Linked DNA regions of Mus musculus: region 2 is linked to region 1. The links are chromatin contacts, called in public promoter capture Hi-C maps. All regions are on one chromosome and are shown on one strand. Each heading gives the region's core, a stretch centred on a gene start, on an enhancer-like site or on the middle of the called end of the contact. The rest is flanking DNA. Distances are from core to core; before and after follow the strand shown. Region 1 overlaps Rc3h2 (ring finger and CCCH-type zinc finger domains 2). Region 2 holds the start of Scai (suppressor of cancer cell invasion).

The links. Promoter capture Hi-C pulls out the DNA fragments that hold promoters and counts their contacts.
Region 2: a contact with region 1 is called in a promoter capture Hi-C map of pre-B cells, with 5 times the contacts expected there. The contact joins the promoter of Scai here to the enhancer-like site in region 1. A contact is called at or near these places in 5 of 39 promoter capture datasets (the 3T3-L1 cell line, the C10 cell line, hippocampal neurons and 2 more) and 1 of 9 other capture datasets (macrophages).

The regions. Positions count from the first base shown.
Region 1 is chr2:37,367,709-37,373,556 of GRCm38.p6, reverse strand. It overlaps Rc3h2 (ring finger and CCCH-type zinc finger domains 2), which reads left to right. Exons shown (of 22, transcript NM_001100591.1): 22 at 1-3,488. Among named protein-coding and RNA genes, the nearest start is that of Pdcl, 11 kb to the right of the region's middle. Within about 2 kb of position 2,731, at least 5 of the 459 cell types and tissues checked have an H3K27ac peak or open chromatin away from gene starts, as enhancers often do. A contact at or near this core is called in pre-B cells, where this site is marked.
Region 2 is chr2:39,187,377-39,193,224 of GRCm38.p6, reverse strand. Scai (suppressor of cancer cell invasion) reads left to right here and starts at 2,495. Exons shown (of 18, transcript NM_178778.3): 1 at 2,495-2,635; 2 at 3,192-3,236. The coding sequence starts at 2,583.

The sequences.
Region 1 (5,848 bases), core at 1,482-3,981:
TGGTGTTTGATACCTGTCTTAATGAACATGCTCATAAGGTGACTGATACGTTGTAAATAATACCTGAGAAACAAAGGGGTAGTTTTGATATTCTGGTGTCAGTATGGAAGATCTTACACATTTATTTAATACTCAAGTGTATGAAGATGTTTGTTTATAACATAACAGCACAGTAGCCTTGACTTAGTTTTATTTGGTTAGTACTGTACCTTTTTGCCATGGCCAGTGCTCCCCATCCCTACAAAGACATTTTATTTATTTTACTCTGTAACCTGAAATGAAGAGGAACAAGAGTTTTAAACCATGTTACATTAACTTATTTCTGACATTATAAATTAGCCTAGGATATTACAGGAACATGATTGTTATATAATTTATATCAGAACCTTTCTATAAATATGAGCTTATTACATTTGAAATGTTTCCAATGTATTTTTCTTTTCCTTCTCTTCTCTTCTCTTCTCTTCTCTCTTCTCTCTTCTCTCTTCTCTCTTCTCTCTTCTTTTCTTTTCTTTTCTTTTCTTTTCTTTTCTTTTCTTTTCTTTTCTTTTCTTTTCTTTCTGTTTGTAATTCCAAAAAGGTTATGTAAACCAGTCTGTCTATTTCATGGATATTTAATAGTGAGATCTTCCATGTTGAAGGTAATGTATTTTTTTTTAAGATTTTAAAATTGCTATTTTGTTACAAAATAGAGACCTATTAACAGTTGAGAGCTCCTTATGTGCCCTCAGGGAAAGAACCCTCTGTGCAGCAGAGCTACACGAACATCTTCAGCACTTTCTGAGGGTGATTATATACTACATAAATTGATCTTGTGTATTTAACCTTATCTTTTTAATTTTAAAGTTGAAATTTTGAAACGTGGTTGTGCTCTTCTGGAGGGGTTGGGATGCTTAGGTGTTTGCCTACTTGTTCAGTAAACTGCATTTCATCAGTGTATGTGTACACCTGCCAACCTTATTGGTGTGTCTCAAACATTTATAGGAAAATAGTGCTTGTCTTGCAGCAGATGATCCCATAAAACAATAACTTCTAATTCTTAAATGTTTACTCTTTCTCACTAACAACACAGGAATTGTTTCTGTGTTCACATTATTCTGTATTGCATTTTTTATGTGGTGACAGCTTACTGTATGTTTTAGTGGGTATAATTTGAAATAAGGCTATTGGATCTCTGCCACTTAAGAAGAAAGAACAGTTCATCTGACCTTTCTTCAAAATGATACCTGCTGATGTCACAGAGGAAAATAGTACAAACAGACCTAGAATGTGTTTTTTTTTAATTGGGGCAATCATCACTTTGACCCTTTATCAAGATGACATGATGAACACATTTGGAATCAGAGGCTACAAAACAATAGAAGAGAAACTTTGTAATGTCGGTATCTAAAATGCTTGTAAAGCCTATGGGTCTAATCAGGAATCAGTAGTATGAAGTCTGAAAAAAAGCAGGGAAATGGTGTAGGTTTCCTTATATTTTTTACCTGTCAGTTTTCGGAGTCCCAATTCCTAGTCTGTGTGCTGCATTCAGATGCTGTGAATATATCATTAGTTTTGTGTGGGCTTCTTTTATTTTATGAATTCTAAGAGTTCTGTGTATATTTCTTCTAGTTGGTACCTACACAAATTAGATTTCTCTTGCTTTTGCCACTATGACTTATTTCAGTGCCATGCAACGAGTCAGTGTATGTAGGGACAGGGACATTGTACATTGTAATTTTCAAGAAAAGGTATCTCTTAAGGCCCGTGGCACTGATTCTGCTTTCATAGCTACTTACTCTACTAAGAGAATTCAATGAAACTTCATTTAAAAACTAAAATTTCCCATTGGTATGGATCGTAGTCACTTTGACCCAGATTTCAAGTTGATGCTAAGTTTACAAAGCACATCCTGATTTTATATACAGAAGATTACAGAATGCAATGATTTGTAGGACCTTTGAGTGGGATCATTTAACTATTTGAAAAAATTGTTTAAAAACCATCTACCCTATTTTTGCATTTTAGATGTGTTAAAGCCCATGTTGTCTTTTTAGCCAGGGATAGAACTTGTAACATCCAGATTCAGTATGTTAGTTGTAAATCTGAGTATTTCTTCCCTTGCATCTTTGAGTCATTTTCTAAGCAGACTGTCACCAATATTGGTAATTAATCATTAAAGAGAAAAGTTGCATTGCAGCTATATATTAGTGTCTTAGAACTGTTCTTTTGTTTTAGTGAATAAAGAGTACCAATGGGATCACTTACTGTTAACTCCTTCTACTGAAGGGCCCCTTCTGCAAGCAGAACACAAATGAACATGCTCAAGGAGTATCCCGTTTTCTAGAGATTAAGTTTGCTAGTAACTCCTTTACACTAGCTATTTCTTTGTATCCCTTTGCTGGCAAGGGAGTACAAGGAGTCAAACCACAGATCAGAACACCCCACATTTGAGTGGAGACTTATTTTTACTCTAAGGGGAGTTATTCCCCCAAGTCTGAAACTGGCAATTATTTTTTTTTCTCTTACATAAAAATTTAAAAATATCCCCCAAACCAGTGGAAAACAGACACTGGCTGCACTTAGTACTGCCAAGAGCCAAGGTCATTTGCACATATTCCATCAACCTGTCAAAAATTAGGCCTCACTTTATAACCCAAGGCATGGAAGTGCATGCATTCTCTTAGCTGGGCAAGCAATTATACTGTAGTTGTGATACAACACATGTGGCTTTTATTTGTACTGCACATACCCACTGTACAGCCACTTGGGAGTATCGTGGTTAGCTTGCAGCAACTGCCGTCTGCATTTATACTGTTTATTGCATATTCTTTTCCCTGGAAGTGAAAGAGAAATGTTTTTCTTGTTGCATTGATTACATTTTATAAATTTGCTTAGCTGGAAAGTTTGGGAAAAGAGGCCTGTTTGTCAATTGTACAACCGATTGTGAAGCTTAGTGTGAATATTTTTACGTCTGTATTAGACATTTTCTTTGCAAATCTATTGTTCGATTGAAATGTAAATGAAATTAAAGATGGTGTACACCCATCATGTAAAACGCAGGCACCATCTCTAAGATGGATTTAATGCTCATTTTTAAGGCATATACTCAGCTTCTATTTAAAACTATAAAATAATTCTGTACAATGAAATGGGGAATATATATGGGAATAAATTCTATTCCATTTATTTCAATTTGAATTTCCAAATTGTAATGTTTCCCTTTGTGCTATAGGAATAGGATTAAATGGGGGAAGGCTAGGACTTATAAGGCCTGTATATGGGGGGAGGGCAGAGATGGAACAATGAGGGTTGTGATGATAGTGAATAGCAAAGAGTGAATTCTGTGTGTTTTTGCTGTAGCACTGAAGTGAAGAGATATTAGCTTTGGCTGTTCACAAAATAGAGCATCATGATTTTCAGTGTTTGAGAGAAAATTGATGGAAAAAGTTTGCAGTACTTGACATGTATTTGCATGCACAAAATAAAATTATTTGTCCACCTTAAAAGTTGTTTTCTTAGTGTCAATGTTAAGTTTATGGTATGTTTTAGTTGTCCTGATTTTCTTGATATATCTTAATAAAACTAGAAAGACACTACTAAACTAGGGACTTAATTGATCACCTACTTCATTGGTATATCATTGGGAAGTAAATAGACCCAAAGAAGTTGAAATACTTCTTAATTCTGTCTGGCATTTCATTCAATAGAGAGCGCTTTCTAAATGGGGGAATGGTGTAAAATAGATAATACTGAACTTACAGTCTTTGGGACAGATAAAGAGAGATGCATAAATAAAACAAAGTCATTCTGTAGGCTTCAGAAAAAATTTTAAAGATGGCCTAAATCTCAGCACCATTTTTAATGACCCCAGAGTACCTTTATTTATTCACCCAGCTGATGTGTCCTAAGCCCCCATCTCTCCTGGTCTTTTAAGACTAGGTTAATGAAATGAGCCCTTTCCCTGGATGCTCATAGTGTAGAAATGGGAAAGACCAGATTGAATAGCTCTGAGAGCTACATACAAAGGGGCCAGTTGTTATGTTGAGCAAGAGGAGGTACTTCTGTGAGAGACCCTCTGGCTAGACTTTAAATCTTGCATAACCTTTTTACCAGTAGCAGATTACCTTCCTGACCCACTTGATCTTTACACCTGTTTTGTATTTTCATTGTTTTATATTTGAGATGTTATATAATTTGCCAAAATCTTACAATCAGAAAGTAATAGAGTCAGAGTTCTGCTGTCTTTCTGTCTCTCAAAAAGGTAATGGTGATGGTAGTTGGATCCATTTTCACTTAAGTAGAAAGTGTGATTAAGAGATAGGGCTTCACTGACTAATAAACAGCCAATTCTCAGAATTCTAAGTGTTATACTGTAGACTGTTGTCACCATTTCCAGACAAGAAAAGGGATACAGATACTTTTGAGAATTTTCCTAAGTTTACACTGCTAGAAGAGGTAGATGGGCATTGAAAGCCATGGAAGTTAAATAATCTGAATGATTTAAGATTTTAGAAAGGATACTTTGGCATTGATGTAAAATGTAGCTAGAGATAGGCCAGCAAGGTGGCCAGGTCAACACTGTAGGTAAAAAGTGTTGACTACATGACCAAGCAGGGGTAGAGGAAGAGATGAGCTTCAAGACTGGGGATAGGGGAGAACAACCGACAAATTTCCTATGCAAAAAAAAAAAAAAAAAAAAAAAAAAAAAAAAAAAGGATTAGACATCTATACATTATTAGGAATTAAAACTTGTTTAAAGATTACAAACTAAGGACAGATATAATTGTAACATGCAGTCTTGAATAAGCCACAGAGTGACTTCAGAGTATAGGAAAAAGGAAGAAAAGCCATGAAGAAATAAATGATCCAGGCAGAGAATGGGAGTTATTACAAGGGTAGGATCTTGTGTAGCTCAGGTTGGCCTCAAACTTATAGTTTCCTGAGTGCTGAGGTTATAGGTTTATACCCTTGCACCCAGCAAGAAAGGAAGTGTCATGAAGGAAATGAAATTTCAGGGAGATTTATGGTTAATACTTGTTGAAATAATTATATGCTTCAGCAGGACAGTGGTGATGCACACCTTTAGTCCCAGCACTTGGGAGGCAGAGAGAGGTGGATCTCTGAGTTCAAGGCCAGTCTAGTCTACAAAGTTAGTTCCAGGACAGCCAGAACTTCCCAGAGAAATTTTGTCAGTAAACAAATGAATAGACAAAATTATATACTTAACAGAGTAGCTCAGATGCTCATATGCCCAGGTCTTCAAGTCTTTTCTCAAAACCCAACCTCAGTGAGGATCATATGTAAAGTAAGGAAAGGTGTAGTTTAAAATAGATACCTAAGTCCAAGAGAATGGAGATCAATAGAAGTATTTTTTTAAACTGTATTTTTAAATAGTTACAGATTCAGAGGAGGTTACAGAAAGTACAGACATTACCATGTACCCTTTACATAGTTTGTCCCATGGTAGTATCCTACATAACTAGTAGAATATCAGAACCAGGAAACTGATATATGCAATCCATAGACCTTATTTATACCTCCTCAGTTTTGTATGTATTCACCTGTGTATGCCTACCCATTCAGAGGGGTGTAAAGGTGATTCTTGTGCAATTTTCTCAAGTGTAAGTTTGTGGAAAGGCCATTGCTAAGATAACAGAATTGTTTTCTCTCATTCATTCTTTTAGCCCTTTAGATTCATGTTGTTTTTCTTCCCATACTCTAAACCCCGTTCTCCATCTTTGTAATTTTGTCATGATGACAGTGTTATAATAAATGAAATTATACCATATGTAATCTTTTGAAATCGACTTTTTTTTTTTTTTTTTTTTTTTTTAGTTCAGCACAAGTACCTTGAACTCCATCCAAG
Region 2 (5,848 bases), core at 1,246-3,745, 1.8 Mb before region 1:
TGAAATATTGCTAACAGTATAGCTTAAAAAAATTTATTTGTCCTATGTGAATGAATGGTTTTGCCTGCATTTATGTTATTCGCAGAATTCAGAAGAGGGCATCAAATGCAGGATTAGGTATGATTGTGAGCCACCATGTCGGTGCTAGGAACTGAACCCAGGTCCTCTGCAAGTACAAGTGCTCTTAACCACTAAGCCATCACTCCAGCCCCACAGTGTAGCCTTTTAAATAAAAGGGATTTAAAAGAAGTGTTTGATGCAGAAGGAGACATGAAATAGTGCACTGGCGTAATAGAATATGCATAGTTTATATAAGAGCCCAGAAGCTGAGATAATAGAACTTGGACACAACATGAAGTATTCATTATAGAAAGGCTCAACAATTGGGAGCAGCAGTTCTGTTGACAGATTGTCTATGCTTCAGAGAAGACTGTCCAATTAGGGGAAATGTTGGAAAGATTATTTAAGGGCTCCGCCCCCTGAAAATCCTTAATTTCTTCTTGCTGGATTGAAAAAGTAAATGGAAATAGGATAAAATTGACATGATTGGTGGCCCTAGGGTTATGTCATTTGGGGGAGAACAGCAAATTTTTGATATTTTCCCTAGTCAAAGCTATTTTTAAGATCCCATAACAGGGCTGGAGAGATGGCTACTCTTCCAGAGAAACCTGGGGTTCATTTCCCAACAACCACAACCTGTAAATCACAATTTGTAACTCCAGTCTCAGGAATCCTACATGGGCACCAGATATACATGTGGCATACAGGCTACATGGAGGCAAAACACCCATACACATAAAAAATTTTAATCCTGACAACATCTGGAAATGCACTTCTGAAGGAGCCCATGCTGGGGGTCCTAGGCTACATCCTCAGCAGTGGGCCAGCAAGACAGCTTAACAGATCAAGTTCCCCAGGACCCACGTGATGGAGAGAAGTCCCGAGAGCTGTCCTCTAGCCGCCTAAATGCCATTGCATTCACCCGACTCATACTCTTCCCCTTCGTCTCCTCTCTCTCCCTCTTTTTTTACTCCTCCTTCCCCCTTTCATAAATTCAGTAAGAGTAGCTCCTCAGCAATGCAAAAATAAATCCCGCTATAACTTGGCAGCATCCCATTGTTTCATAAAAGAAAGGCCATTCCACATCGAAGATGGGTGCAAGATAAATCATGTAGGAATAAAGGAGAACCCCTTGCACCAAATACATTTGTGAAAAAGTAGTTATCTCAATATTTGGGATACTATCCACTTGTGGAGATTTGTGAGATACGTCTCATGCATTTTATTTGCTATTGTGTGCTGTGTGTGTGCAGGTGTGTGTGTCATGTGCATGTGGAGGTCAGAGAGTCATCGAAAGCGTTCCTCTGGGTTTGAGGACAAGCCACAACATCAGGCTTGAACAGCAAGCACCTTTTACTCTGCTGAGCCATATATCTGCCACTACATTGTTGGTGTGTGTTTTAACAAAATGTGTTCTAATAAAATGAAAATGGCCCAAGAGAAAGTTTTATGCCTTCTCCCAAATGGAAGGAATGAACTTAGAATCTGCCAGACAGATTTGCATAGATCTTAAGAATTAAATTCTTCGGGTGCATTACATATACATCTGCTATATTTTCAAAGATAGCTTTTTGTTAGAGCAGAATAGAAAAGATTACTAGTATTAATTGTATTTACATGCTTATGCATGTAATGTTTTGCATGCTTAGGTCTGTCAAAAAATGCAGTGAAATTTTATACCAAAAATGATTAGCTGGTTAGATTTTTTAATCATCTGGAATGGCACAGAATGGCTAGCTTATACAAGAAGCAGTTCTTTTTAGGCTTTTCAAAATGGAATACATTCCTTGTGGTTATTGTAATTGGTTCTTTTTGCAATGCTGTTTGTTGTTGTTGTTTTTTTTTTCGAGGTAATTAAAGAAATTCTGCTTTCTTACAAGCTTGCATCCAAGCTTAGGATCTTTCCTGCAGCCAAACTGCTTGATCCCTACAATTTGAGACCGAGTCCCTTTTGAAGGGTGACATTAAGCCGCATTCGAGGTGATTCAGAAGACTATGAGAGAGAGAGCTGCTTTGCCCTCGAACTTCTGAATATATCTGGAGAAAGTGCTGCGCTTGATTTTGGTTCTGGAGCAGTGCGGAGGCGGAGGAAATAGCAGGTGTCTGGGAGGTGTCAGGGATGCAGGATGCCAGCCAAAGAGAACCTGCAGGCAGGTGTCTGGCGCCGGAGATGTAAGTCCCCGTTCTGGCACACGGAGGCGCTCAGGGCTCCTCTCGCTCTGCTAGCAGTCTTTAAGGCACCTCTGCCGCCACCTGCAGTCTCAACCAAACCTCGGGGTGGGCCACGCGGGACATGACGGCCTAAGCACCCAATCAGCGGTCGGATTTCTAGATACCCTGCCGTTGTGGCCAATAGAAACCGAGGAGAGGCGAGGAGGGGACGGGCCCGAGCCCCGCGGCAAGCCTGGCCGGGGCGCAAGGCCCTCCTCCTGTCTCTCCGCCTACTCCAGCCTCCGCCGCTTCAGCTTCCCGAGCGAGCCCTGCGGCCGCCGGAGCATCTCCCGCGGCGGAGCAGGAGCCGGATGGTCAGAGGAGCCCGGCAGTCCCAGCAGCCGCGGAGTCGCCTGGCCCCCAGGTGGGGTGGGCTACGTGGCGAGGCGGAGGCTAGGGGCGAGGGGCCCAGAGAGCGGGCCTGGGGGTGGCGGCGGTGGTGTCTAGGCGCCGAGCCCTGAAGGGGCGGGGGTACAGGCACTCAGCATCTCGGGGGCGCCAAGGGAGAGCAGCTCTCGGGGCAGCGAGCGAGGGCGCGCTGGGCGAGAGCGGAGGGCGCGCGCCCCACCGGGGAGCCAAGGAATGCGGGGAACCGGGTCTGAGGGGCGGGGCCGTGTCTGAGGGGAGCTAGGGGGGCCTGCGGCTCTGGGCAGACAATGAGGCCGACCTGGCGGGTGGTTGGGGGAGCCGAACGTTTGGGGCAGGGAACCGAGAGCATTCGGGGACTAGTGAGTCCCAGGCGCTTGGTCGTGGGAGGGAAGGAAGCCCTGCCTGTGGGGTGTCTGTAAGGTCACGGGTAGGCAGAGCCAACCTGTGGTCAGCCTGTGGCCCCCCGAGGGTGGTACATGAAGTGCCCCACAGGCAAGGCAAGGCAAACGGTGTGTTGTCTTAGTTACGGGTCTCATTTGTTTGGTCTGTAGACTGTCTGGCACAGTGGAGAAACCACCCCGAAAACGGAAAAGCAGGTAAGGCAAATGCCTTCCTCTCTAGCTTCGTGTTTTTCCTGTTTGCTTGGCTGCCCCTGTGCTGCATAATTACGTGGTGAGTAGATAAAGTTTCTTATTTAGGTCCTTTTTTTAGTAAATTCGACAGCATGGAAAGGTATTCCCTTTGAGAACTTCAAATTACCACCACCTCCAACCCCTTGCAGGTATATGATACGGGAAATGGGGAAACATTAAGAAAGCCCCACTTTCGACTTTAGTCTTAATTTCAACTTTGGCATCTCTAACGGAGATTGTCATTGAACAGCTACTGTGTGCCAAGTGTCGTATACAAATTCTGTGTTATTTTCTGTGACAGTTTTGCAAAAGAGGGAACTGAACCATAGAGTAGCCAATACTTAGCAAACAAAGATCACACATGTAATAAATGATAGAACCAGGATTTGAATCCAGGTTGTCTGAATGCAAAGTTTATGTTCTTTATACTGTAATGCTTCTAATACATACACAGTTGAACAGAGTCCCACTCCTGGCTTTCTCTCTCTTTCTTTATAAAGTCTAATAAACTGAGATGCTTAATACAAAAGTAGTAACTAAGGACTTACATAGGCCGCAGACAACTGAATTTTTCCTTAGGCAATGAAGAAGAGTATTCATCCCACAAATATGTTTTAGTGTATTTCATTTGTTAGGTACTACATCACAATTTTATTTAATTATTTGAAGATTTCCTTTCTTTACCTACATTGGAATTGAGAGAGTAAGCTACAGTAATGAGGTTGCAGCCCGTAGCACCATTCTCATAACTAATACTTTGGACGTTAATATACAGATAAACTCAATCATAGATACAAATGCCAGTGGTGGGAGTGGGCAGTTGCCAAATAGCTTTGCCACTTTTTAGGCCTGCATGTCTACTCCCAGACTCAACGTAGCGCTACTGCACACCCACAAGGTTGGCTAGCACACCTGAGGAACTGAATTTTTTGTAGATCAGTATGTGTTTTTGTGTGCAGGTGAGTGTGAGTGTGTGTGCGTGCGTGCATGTGTATTCATGCGTGTGTGTGTGTGGTGTCTGCATGTGTGTGCAGGCGAATGCACATACATGCATGTCGATGTGAAGCAGTCTACTCTTGTGTCTGGAGGCAGGGCCTGTCACTGAGGCTGGCCCTGTCACTGAAGCTGGCCCTTTCATTGAGGCTGGCCCTGTCACTGAGACCTGAGGCTCACCTTTTGGCTAAGCTGGCTGCTAGTCAGCCAGTAAGTCCCTGGATCTATCTGCCTGTCTACCTCAGTACTTTCAATTTTCAGTGTAATTTTTTAAAAAGTTTTTACATTTCTCATTTTGTATGTACATGTAGTGTGGACATTGCATGTGGAGGTTAGAGAATAATTTACAACAATCAGCACAAAAATATGAGTGTGAGGGTCTCACTCTAAATTTTAATGATTTCCTGGTAGGATAACAAGATGTATTAGAGTAAATAAACTTAAATTTTTATGTTTATTTAGTGTGTATGTGTGTGTTTGCTCGCACGTATGTGTGTGTGCATGTATGCACAAGCATGGAAGGCAGGGACAGTTTGCAGGAGTCAGTTCTTTCATCATGTGGGTCTCAGGGATTGAACTTGGGTTGTCAGACATGGCAGCAAGTGTCTTTATCCACTAAGTTGTTTTGCTGGCCCAAATTAAGTAATTTTTGTTATTACTAAAATTATTTTCATAGCAGTTACTGTTTAGCCTATTGCTTCTTTGTAGACTATGCAGTAAACTAGGATTCCTATGGTCTGAAGTATGAATCTATTTGTCCCTCCCTTTCCCCCCACCACCTCTCTGCCCTGTCACCAAGAGTGATTAAGTCCACTACATTTACACATATGTACATATATACATGCACACACACAAACAGAAACATTTATTTTTAACTTTTTCCAGTGGTGGTAAATAGAAAATACAAATATTACAAGGTTGTGTTATTTATTTTTTATAATGGCTGTAGTTTATTTCTCAGTTACCCTACTGCCAGACTCTGGGGTAATTATTACCTGACTGGGGTTTTTTGGCCTCTAATCTTCAATTTATTTACTGTGCTTTCCTGTGATCATTCATTTCTTCTTTTTTTGTGTGTGGGGGAGGGGTGGGACAGGGTTTCTCTGTATAGTCCTGGTTGTCCTGGAACTCACTTTGTAGACCAGGCTGGCCTCGAACTCAGAAATCCGCCTGCCTCTGCCTCCTGAGTGCTGGGATTAAAGGCGTGTGCCACCACACCCAGCTGATCATTCATTTCTCATGTAGGAGCCCCATGTGTTTCCTCCTTGTTGAACATAATTCAATTTTTTTTTTTTTATCCTAACTGTGGCAACTGAGGACTGTCTGTTTCCCTTCTACCTCCTTTTCTAGCCACTGGTTAGTCCTGTAGCCATAGAAACTTTCTTTGATAGATCTGGTGAGCCAAGATGAGTGAATTGCCTAATGTGTGTTCTGTTGGCCATTTCTAGAGCATGTCTTCTCTTTAATTTTTACACATGATTACCCTTTCTTTCTCAGTCTCTTTGAGACTTAGTACATGCATCACATCCGCAGTGAGGGTTTTCCCCATTCTCTTCCCCTTCCCTGTGCTCACCTCTTTTGCT